Regions from separate parts of the Canis lupus genome. Here region 1 is linked to region 2. A link is a contact called in public Hi-C data. All regions are on one chromosome and are shown on one strand. The core of a region is the stretch at or near the end of the contact, and the rest is flanking DNA. Distances in the headings are between cores, read along the strand shown. Region 1 overlaps RFX8 (regulatory factor X8). Region 2 holds the start of MAP4K4 (mitogen-activated protein kinase kinase kinase kinase 4).

Region 1 (5,413 bases), core at 295-2,794, 230 kb before region 2:
CTGCAGGGAGAACCCTTCTCAGGAGGGGAGCAGGGGCATTGGCTTCTAGCTGAGTTTGGGGTGCACTGTGCCTTCCCATCAGTAGCCAGCAAGGTCCTCCTGTCTGCCTCTGCCCTCCGCATGGATGGACACAGCCTCCAAGGGAGCTCCCCCTGCTCTCAGGGGAGACCAGCAGCTTTCACTTTTTACTGCAGGAAACAGCTTCATTCCCTCCTTCCTGAGGGCTGAAACCTACCTTTGCCATGTTGGAAAGGTATGTCTTTCTTCTTAGTCTCTTGACAAACACAGTAACTTCTGTTGAGAACAATACACATGGCCGTTATTGACACTGTGGGGACGAGGACATGGCACAGACACGAGGCACACATGTTTGTCTAGGCAGGTACAGCCGCCTGAACTGCCCTCCACACAGGGAGGCCTGGTCTTCCCACCGCCCACTGACCCTTTCCCAAATGGCCAAGAGGTGCTGGCGGGGGCCACTTGACTACAACACTGCTCCCCCCACCCCTCTGTACCAGGAGGTGATGCACTCCCAGCATCTGACGTGCCTGCTCAAAGGAGTTTAGGACTTTTGCCCAGGAAGCTCGAGTTTCCCCAATTTTGTCTTCTCTACAGTGCTCCCCTCCAAAACTCACCCAAGGAGGGGCTACTGGGGGGCTCAGTCGGTTAAGGGGCTGACTCTTGGTTTCAGCTCAGGTCATAATCTCAGGGTGTTGGGATCGAGCAGTGCATCAGACTCTGTGCTCAGCAGGGAGACTGCTCAGGATTCTCTTTCTCCCTCTGTGCTTCCCCCAGCTCTCTCTCTCAAATAAATAAATAAATCTTAAAAAAAAAAAAAGATTCAAGAAAAGGGTGAAATGAGGAAACAAAGGGAGTGTGTGCGTGTATTCATCTGGCAAATATTTATGAGGGACACTGGCGCAGTGTGTGCTCCATAAATGTGTGCGGGGTATTCGCTGGATTGTTGGACAAAGGAGGGCAGCCTCAACTCTCTAGGGAGGGCCTCACCTTCTGAGGATGGGTCACCAGATGTGCAGACGCCTTCCTCAGAACAGGCTAAGTGCCCCCCTGTCCTGGGGAAGAAGGAAAGAAGGGGGAGGTACAGAGGGAAGGGAGAGGCCTGTTTGGAAAAAGGTGTCAGGTGTGGCTCCACTTAGAATGTGCAAGGTAGGAGTTAGGGAGGGGTGAGGGCTTGGCAGGGGAGGGAGGCAGGGGATGAGGATGGGTTTGGCAGACTAGGCAGAGACAGGAGCAGAAATGTGGACCTTTTTGGAGACAACCCGTGTTGTGTTGCTGGGGAGCACCCATGGAAGGACTCCCTGGAGGCTGGGGGCAAAGATGAGGCCAGAGGCCAAGCTGTAAATGACTCTGCCTAGTGAGTGAAGGTGCGTGGACCATCCAGACAGCAGAGGTCATGGAAGGTTTCATGAGTCAGAACATTGTGTAGAAGGATCACGGTGGGTAGAGGGAAGTGTGACAGAGCGGGCGATGCTGGAGGTGGGGGTGTGGACGATCAATGAGGAAGCTCTGAGGCAGCTTGGGGGAGGGCCAGAGGGAGACTGGCCTTGAGTGCTGAAGTCACCATAGGAAAGCTGGAGCGGGGCTTTGTCTCCTCATTTGACCCTCTGCCACACCAAGTTTCAGACCTCATGTTCCTTGCAATGCGCCCTCTCTGCCAGTCCTTGGCTGGCAGTCTCACAGCTCAGGGCCCCTGCCCGGCCATGGAGCACTTCCAGGGGTCCTGCAGGATGAAGATTCCCCTGTGAGTGCTGAACACAGCAAAGGGTGCAGGCTGGTGGGTTACAATGAGATATGGTGCTGTTCCAGGAGACAGCAAACAGTATGCTGAGTCAGCCCGGAGCAAGCTGGCCCAGGAAGACAAGGGCCCAGGTAGGGAGGGCATTGGAGGTAGCTATGGGTGGTGGAGGGCAGGAGGGAGAAAAGAGGTATTTCCAGGACCATAAAGCATGTCACACACACAAGGGTGAGTGCTTGCATTGTGAGCCATTGTAGGCCTTGAGTGGACAAGCAGCCTGGGGGCAGTAGTATTCAGAGACTACCACCTGGCAGTAGGATGGAAGGGAACATGTTCTAGAACATGTTCTAGAAGGTGAGCGAGGAGACTGAGACCACCAAAGTGTGAATGTCTCAGTGGCCCAAGAGGTGTGAATAAGTTTAGGACATGGGAAGAATTTCTTTCTTTCTTTTTTACCCTAAAGATTTTATTTATTTATTCATGAGAGACACAGAAAGAGAAGCAGAGACATGGGCGGGGAGGGGGAGAAGCAGGCTCCATGCAGGGAGCCCTATGTGGGACTCGATCTCAGGACCCCAGAACACACTCTGAGCCAAAGGCAGACACACAACCACTGAGCCACCCAGGTGTCCCAAGGGAGGAATTTCTAAGGAGGGAGTGATGTTCTTTGAAGACTTGCTGGGAGGCCACACAGAGCACAAAGAGGCAGAAGACTCTTCGAGCCAGAACCCTGTTCAGTCCTGCTAACATGGCCCCTGAGCCCAAAGGCTGCCCTCAGGGGACTGCTCTGAGAAGGCACACATCAGCCACCAGCTGGACGCACTGCCGGCTTCTCTCCTGCCTGGACCATAGTCAGTGGCACCTTTTCTGCACCTCTAACTAATAACCCTGTGGACCTGTCAAAAATCTACGTTAGTATTTATAAGGGGCAGTCCATGAAAGGGTGTGGATGGATCAGCACAAGGACCCAACACCCTAAAGAAAATGCCAGCAAATCCGAACCGGTCAGGCCTTGCGGACTGCAGTTTAGCACAGGATGGGAAGAGTTACCCAACAGCTGGAGTGACCTGTCTCAGTTTGAAAGTTAGATACTTCACCTACTCTCACCGAATTTCTTTCTTTCATTGAAACCTACCTTTGAGTTTGGAGATCTGTACAAGGGCTGGAAAACCTTCCAAAGCATTAAGTAGCCACAGCTTAAATTTCTTACTGAATAACCGGACAGATTTCAGGTACTGAATAGATACATCTTCCAAAAAGTCATGAAGGAGAATGTCCTCAATGCCCTACAACAGAATTGTCAAGGTGTGGTGACTGCGGGCCAAGGTAGGCATTCTCTAGTTGCAAGTGGCCACAGTCACACATGCCACAAACTCAGAGAGAAAGCTACCATGCAGCCCTAGCCACTGCTCATGGTGCAGGGTATATAGCCAGAATGGGATTTTTTTCAAAGATCTTAAAATATTGACAATTGATTGAAAATTTGAAGAGATACTATTTTAACCAGTAGTAGGTGGATCAAACCCAAATATACAAGGGTTGAACCCAGCCTCCAGTTTTCAACCCTTGTGTTCAAAACTTTGAGGCACTAGATTATTTCTAAAAAATAATCTAAAAAATAAGTAAGAGGTAAAGGTTCATGACCAGCTTGAGGAGAACCACAGAAATTATATATAACAGATTCCCCAGTAACAATAATCACTTTAGAGATAGAGCATTAAACAAACCCAACAAGAACCATATGTATATTCCAAGGCAATTATTCCAATTACTCATTTTTAAAGGCTTCTTTTGTTGAAATTACCAGAGAAAGAAAGTTTGACTCAGTGCAGGGTTCACTAACCACTGGAATCATAGGTTACCATGTGTATTGGCTTTTTCATTATATGAGGTAACTCTCGCTGAATTTAAAAAGAAAAGCTGAGTTTTAGGGAAAGATCAAAATGCTCCGTCAACACCATGATTTACTTCTTAGAGGGCCTGAAGTCCACAGAGACTGCAGAACAGAATTGCTGCAGTTCTAACCCTAGCATTTGGTATCAGTTTCTGGAAAGGACACAAACCAGCAAGGCCAGTAAATGTCATCCTACCTTGTACAGCTGCACATCATAGTATTTAAAGAGCTGGCACACATCGGGCAATGACATAAGCATGACTGTGTCTTGCTGCAGAGATTTCCAGAAGGAAGTGAGCAAGTCCTCCACCTGATGAGACAATAGAACATACCTCCAAGTGATCCCCTCTTGTATACCTAATCAGCCCTAAATGATAATGGGATGGATTTCAGTCCAGTTAATGTAAAGCTCGGCCTATGAACTTTTCCAAGCTGTATTTTAGAAGTGTTCTTTCCAGCAATCCATCAGTGAGCAACTGCCAGGTGGATGGGATAATGTGGAACATGGTTTTTCATGAAGTTTTCTGGAAGGAAGGCTGTTTCTGACCACAAGGGGGCTCCTTTTGATTGTAATAGGATGAGCCACAGGGCATAGACCACAGTTTAGAATAAATGTTCATTGATTGATTGACTCCCTCAATTATTTGTCAGCTCAGAAGGATGTGTAACAGTATGTAATCAAAGAGGTCTCCTCAAGAAGTTAGAATTCACCTAAGGACCGTGTGAGCAAAAGGGCACCTGTATCATTCTACATAGGAGCCTTCTTTAAAGACTACAAAAGGTAGACACCTTTTGTTGTGGAACAAAATGGTAGCTTCCTAACTTTTCTTTATGTTTGTCCCTGTTGACTCTTCAGACTCTATTATTGAACCAGGTGGCCAATCTGAGATGCCAACTGAGAAAAACTCTTGCCTTTTTGGGATTTTTGCAGGCTTAAGTATTTTGCAGCATTGAAACCCTGAAGTGAGGACCCAACAATGACTCCAGGCAAGGAACTATTCCTGTATATAGGCTGTCAAGGAAGTTCTGGCCAACTCTCAACATACCTGATGATGAGGCTGTGATTTGGAATCCTATTATTGGGGCATTAATTTTAGAGAAGACATCTCCAAATGACTCATAGATACTGAACAAAAAATACAATAATGAGATGAGCAGGATTATTTAATTCTTTTACTGTCAGGTTGGTAACTTTGGAGCATGGCTCTTTGAGGTTGGTGGGTCTGAATGAGGTAGCAATCACAGGCTCATCTCTGATGACCCCCTCATCACCTTTGTCCAAAGTCATCCAATCCTGCTGCATCTGGTTCAGAAATATTTCTCCAATTTGTCCATCTTTCTCTCTGATGTCATTGTCACTGCTCCAGATTGGACACCACCTCATATACCACCATGACAAAGCCTCCTGAATGTTCTCTGCTCCAATATGGCAATCTTGCATCATTGCTCCCCCACCTCCTTCTCAATCAGAATTCTTCACAGGGCACGAGGCCCTTTCTAGCACCAGACTATTTCCCCACATCCCCTCTGGTTCTCTTCTTAAGAGATATTAATTTAGTCATAGTGACCTTTCTGCTGTGTCATGCCTGTGAACATCTTGCTGCTTTTGCCTACACCATTGGTTCTACCTGGAACCCCTTTCCTACTGCACTTTTAAGAGTATTTGAACCTTTGCTTTTCTACTGCAATCAACAGTATCATGGATTCCCCTTGGGAGACTCTTGGGCCATCTTTGTTACTCTTCCTCCTGGCACCCACAACAA
Region 2 (5,507 bases), core at 853-3,352:
GTCTGCCTTCAGCCCAGGTCGTGATCCTGGGGTCCTGGGATTGAGTCCCACATTGGGCTCCCTGCATGGATCCTGCTTCTCCCTCTGCCTATGTCTCTGCCTCTTTCTCTGTGTCTCTCATGAATAAATAAATACAATCTTTTAAAAAAATAAATACTACTAAAATACTAATCGTAGTAACATGGCCTGAAATTTCACATGCTCGCCAATCTGAGTAAACGATTTACCCTCACAGATGACGCCATTGCTGTGAATACATTAAAAAAAAAACAAAATCATTTAAAAGTACTACTAAATTCGCAGCCAACACTTTGGTTACTATGATTTTCCTAATCAAAGAATTCCAGAAGTCCCTTACAAGGGATTCTCATAGTTGAAAATTTTGGAAACCGAACCGTTGAGAGGCAGGAGAGTGCTAAACGTTTCCTGGGTAAAAGATTAACTCGGATGAATGGGAGTCTTGGATTTTTGGAGTAGGCTGACCCAGTGATAATCCCTGTTCTACTTCCAGGCTGTGCTTTTAAGGAATTTAGGCACATTCCTTATGTTTCAGTGCTTTGGTTTCCTCATCCTTAAAATGTGGATACTAATACACAAGGGGGTACAAGACAGGTTAAATTGGGTGCTGTACATTAAGCAAGAACCGCTAGATGATGACGACGCTGGTGTCTGTGAAGCCCAGTTGTGAAGGGCCTTAGATTTTCATCCTGTAAGGAGGGCCCTTGTTCTCCAAGTGTGATCCCTGTAACAGCAATATTTGCATCATCCGACAGCTTGTGAGAAATGCATACTCTCGGGCCTACTCTCCCAGACCTGCTGGACTCCGGAGGTGGGGGGTCAGCCACCGGCGCTTTTACAATCCCTCCCGGTGATTCTGACGCACGCAGGTTGGAGAAAGAACCTGCCGCGAGGTAACAGGGAGCCGTTCAAAGTTTTTTGTGGAGCGATGTGATAAAAATGATGGGTGGTGCACACACAATATATTCATCCCTATTTAACAGGATCAAACTGCCCACCTACCGACGAGCTTCCGAAGTTGCTGGCTGAAGCCTGTTTATATCGATCCTTAATGATCTGTAGGCACAAAACGGGGGTTAGCACTTGGGGCCCCCCCCACAGGGCTCACCTCCCGAGCGCGGTAAGGAAGGCAGTGCCAGGCGCTCAGAGGGGCTGTTCTGGGCTCGGTTCCCACGGAGAGCCTCGGGACCCGCGGCCAGGTGATGCTCAGGGGACGCCGCACCTACACGCCTGTCACAAACGTCGCCTGCAAGATAGGAAACGAGAACCGTGTGAGGAAACCGGAAATGAGGGTCGGGGGGGGGGGGTAGAGAACCCATCCGGAGGTGGGGGAGGGGAGGGGAGGGGAAGGGGAAGGGGCAGGGGCAGGGGGCCCGGGGCGACCCCCCTTCGCGCCCCCGCGACGCCGGGGCCGGTGCGCCTCCGCGCGTCTGCGGCCGGGGGCCGCGTCCCTGCGGCTCCGTGTATTGTTAGCGCGAGATGGGGCGTTTCCTCGGCGCCGGCACCTCGGGGGGAGTCCCGGGGCGCCTCCTCCCCGCCCCGGCCGCGGTGCGCGCCGCCCGCCGGCCGGCCATTGTTCGGGCCGCACCCCTGCTGAATATTCACGCCGCGCGGGCGGCTCGCCCCGCGCCCTCCCCGGCGGGGCTCGGGCTGGGAGCGTTTCCGCTCGCTTTTCCTGCCGGGGAGGGCGCGGGGGAGCCGCGTTCTCCCTCCTCAGAATATATTTTCGGTGTCCCGTTTCTCCTCCTCCCGCGCCGCCGCCCCCTCCCTCCCCGCCCCCCTCCCCGCCCCCGCCCCCGCCCCCGCCCCCGCCCCCCGGGTTATCTTTGTCTCGCTGCCTCGCGCTCACTCGCTCAACTCTCGGCGGCGCCGCGGCCCCACGCTCCGGGCCCGTCCTCCAGGCGCGCGGCGCGGGGCGCGGGCGCGGGGCCTGAGGCGCGGGCGACGCCCGGGGGCCTGACGGCCGCCCCGCGCCATGGTGTGAGCGCCGCCGCCGCCCCGCGCACGCTCCGTCCGCCCTCCGCGCGCGGCCCGGGCCGGCCGACAGCCGCCAGCCCGCCGCCGCCGCCGCCGCCGCCGCTGCCCGCGGCCTCTCCGGGCGGAGTCCGGCCGCCCGCTCCCGAGCGAGGAGGCGCCGTCGGCGGCCTGGCCTGCGGCGGGAAGAGATAGGCAGGCGGAGAGATCTACTGGTACTGTTTCGTCTGGTGGCAAAAAGGGAAAATGGCGAACGACTCCCCTGCAAAAAGTCTGGTGGACATCGACCTCTCCTCCCTGCGGGTGAGTGGCCACGACGAGCCCCCCACGGGCGCGCCGGGAGCGGGGAGCGGGGAGCAGGGGCCGCGCCCTGCCCGCCGGGCGCTCGGGCGCTCGGGCGCTCGGGCTCTCGGGCGCAGCGGCCGGCACAGCCGCGGGCGCGGCGGCCCCTTTGTCTGCCTGCGTCGGCGAGTGCGGGGCGGCGGGGCGCGACCCTCCGCGACCCTCCGCGGCCCCCGCGGCCCCCGCGCCCCCCGCGCCCCGGGCGCGGCCCTCGGGCGCTGGGGGACCGCGCGGGGCCAAGCCCGCCGGGTGTGCCGTCGCCCGTTCTCTCCCGCCGCCCCGCTCTATTTATTCATTGTTGTGCTGCTTTTAAAATTCTCACCCCTCCCCTCCTCTTCACCAGGATCCTGCTGGGATTTTTGAGCTGGTGGAAGTGGTTGGAAATGGCACCTACGGACAAGTCTATAAGGTCGGTGCGAGCCTCCGTCTTTGTTTCCCGTGGCACGTTGAAACTTCTGGTTGGGGGAACGAGCAGACGGCTGGTAAACACGCCGCCGACTGCAGGCCACGCCGCTCGGCCGAAGTGGGGAAAGGGGTTTCGCCCTGCAGTCCCTCTTGTTTTTAAACAAGAGTTTATATTCAGGCTGGCCTGAAAGGACCTCACTCATTTCCTGGCTTTGAGATAAGGAAATAAGCTACACTCTTAGGCATGCACTTTTCTCCAGTAAGATGGGAAAACATTTTTTTTTTTTTTTTTCTTCTTCTCCCCGTCAAGGCAACTTTAATTCTTTTCGTTTTCCCCAGTTCCGGCCCTCTTGAGTTTGTGTGTGTTAATTAAAATTCAGTATAGGCAGGCCTGGCCTATGATTATCTTAAACCACTGCCTTGGCCTTCTTGAAAATTGTCATCATGTTGCCTCGTTTTGATGTTTGCCAAGTGCTCAAGGTGAGGAGTTCGGTGTTACCTGGGACTGCTTGCTTCTTAACTCTCTCTCCTACGTTCTACGGATGCATACATACATATTTTGGGGAAGCAGAGAGGGGTGTGTGTTCGGGCACCAGGAGCAGGAAGGATTACAGCATGAGGATTATAAAATCTGAATTCCAGGAATAACCTGTTTGACAGGTGTGTAATTGAAACAGAGATGAGGGAGAGCTCAAGAGGATGCCCGGATTTCACACCCACCCCAGGCCCTTCTCTCTCTCTCTCTCTTTTTTTTGTTTAACCCCGACTCCCCCCCCCCCCCACCCCCCAAGTGAAACTAACAAATCTGGAGACTATGAGTCTCCTCTGAGTAGCTGACACCTGATGTGACTAACAGTGCGGTTCGTTTTGTTCAGTGCACATTGTAGAGCTTCTTGAAAGAGCTGTAGGTAATGGAGGCACAGGCCTTGAAAATTTGAAACAGAATGTTAGATTTCCCCTGTCCTGATTTATTCCTTATTACTAAAGGTTTGCTAAAAGTAATCTGCACTGGGGGTGTTTTCTAGCTGTTAGAGTGGATACAAGGTCCGGCTAGAGGAAAATATCTTATGAAGCAAGGCTTTGTGGTTCACCATGAAGAACTGTCATTGTCTCATTGAAGATGGAGGGAGGGGGGTTGGAAGCTGACTGTAGACATTTTCTTAGGCCAAATTAAGTGTGGATCCTATTGTCTCTCTTACGCTTTATGAATAGGGTTTATCTGTCGCTTGAACGTCTCTCCCCAGCCCCGACTTCCCCTGGCCTGGGCTTCTGTACCAGGCTGTGTACCAGCCAGTGGTCTGAACTTGAGTCTGTATTCTTAGGTGATCTCAAGTGAATTAGCATGTGTTTTGTTGGTTAACTGTTGGGGCTGCGGCCAGATTTTTGAATTTGAAAAGAAGCCCTGTTAACTCAGGCTGCTGGGCTCAACTGAATTTGGAAGCCTTTGGAAAATTTTGGAAAAGAGTGTGTTGCAACTCACTGAGTGGCCTGGTAACTGGCTCTAAGACATTCTCCCCAGCCCCAGTGTTTGTTTAAGCCCCAGTAGGTTTTTTTCTAACCTAGTTTTTCTGGCCAAATCTAAGTGGTGAGTGTACTCTTCCAAGTAAGTTAGCCAAAGCTTGTTTTTGACCTGGTTACACAGTAGTTGGATTGTTTGTATCTTCCTCAGGCAGCATGGATGGATGTGAAGGGCAATGAAGTAAACTAGAAGCCTACAGTCTTGCTTTTAAACCATAAGAAGGAAGAAAGAGTGAAACCTGACTATGAATTAAGTGGCTTTAAGAGGTGGGAGTTCTTTATGGTAACAGTTTGGGCAGGTTCATTGTTCAGTTTTTTTCCCCTCTTCATTTCCTTTGGTTCCGTCTCCTCCTTCCCCCAAGCATTTGAAATAGATTTGCTGAGTGGTGCAGTTGGGAAGCATTTGGAATACTGGCAGTGACACAGCTCTCTGACTACAAAGTCTGTACAGTTGAGAAGAAATTCTCAAATTATGCAAACCTAACGAATTAAGAAATCTGTGCAAGAGTGGCATACACACACAGAATAGTGCCTGAGATTTTGCTCACCAGCAGTTCTTTTTTTATTCTGGAAAATTGCAAGCATACACAAGGAGAGAGAGTAGATCACTCAGTTTAACAGTTAGTCAGTACTTGACTGATCTGCTTTCATCTACAGTCTTCCTCCATTAGTATTTTAAGGTAAAGCCTAAAATACCATTTCACCCATAAATATTTCAGTATGTATCATTTTCGTTTTTCAGATAATCGCAATGCCCTTCTCACACCTAAAATGTTGATTCTTTAGTATCACATATTCAGTGTTAAGGTTTTCCTGATTTTTTTCATACATTTTTTCTTACTATCAGAATATTTGTGAACGGATACTGGGAAGTTCAGTCTTGGTAGATGATAGAAATAGGAGAAGCAGTTAATATCTCCATTTGCTTCTCCCTTTCAGTGTCAAATGGTTTACATTATGCAGAGTCATTTATTTAGGATTTGTTGAGGTGATTTGCATGTGGTGGTTTGGGATTGGATTAATAATACTAGCATTTGTTTTTATTACTAAACTACTGTGGATAGCATCTAAGTTGCGAAAATATCTGTGATAACTTGTTTATAAAGAAGCTTTTTTCTTAACATAACTTCAGGTAAAATACCTTTAAGCTAAACAACCTGTAGCCCTAATTTGTTTCATTGTTATATTTTCTAGTTTCTGTTTTTTTCCATGAGCTTTTAATTTTTTTTAGTGATTGTGGTTGCTTATTT

What was found. A called contact is a pair of places that touch in the nucleus more often than the background predicts.
Region 1: a contact with region 2 is called in a Hi-C map of blood, with 2.3 times the contacts expected there. The contact joins the enhancer-like site here to the promoter of MAP4K4 in region 2. A contact is called at or near these places in 2 of 9 Hi-C or Micro-C datasets (amygdala and blood).

The regions. Positions count from the first base shown.
Region 1 is chr10:42,555,137-42,560,549 of UU_Cfam_GSD_1.0, reverse strand. It overlaps RFX8 (regulatory factor X8), which reads right to left. Exons shown (of 11, transcript NM_001270887.1): 4 at 3,847-3,960; 5 at 2,892-3,042; 6 at 236-294. Among named protein-coding and RNA genes, the nearest start is that of CREG2, 38 kb to the left of the region's middle. Within about 2 kb of position 1,544, at least 4 of the 20 cell types and tissues checked have an H3K27ac peak or open chromatin away from gene starts, as enhancers often do. A contact at or near this core is called in blood, where this site is marked.
Region 2 is chr10:42,328,415-42,333,921 of UU_Cfam_GSD_1.0, reverse strand. MAP4K4 (mitogen-activated protein kinase kinase kinase kinase 4) reads left to right here and starts at 2,102. Exons shown (of 32, transcript XM_038550934.1): 1 at 2,102-2,295; 2 at 2,678-2,743. The coding sequence starts at 2,239.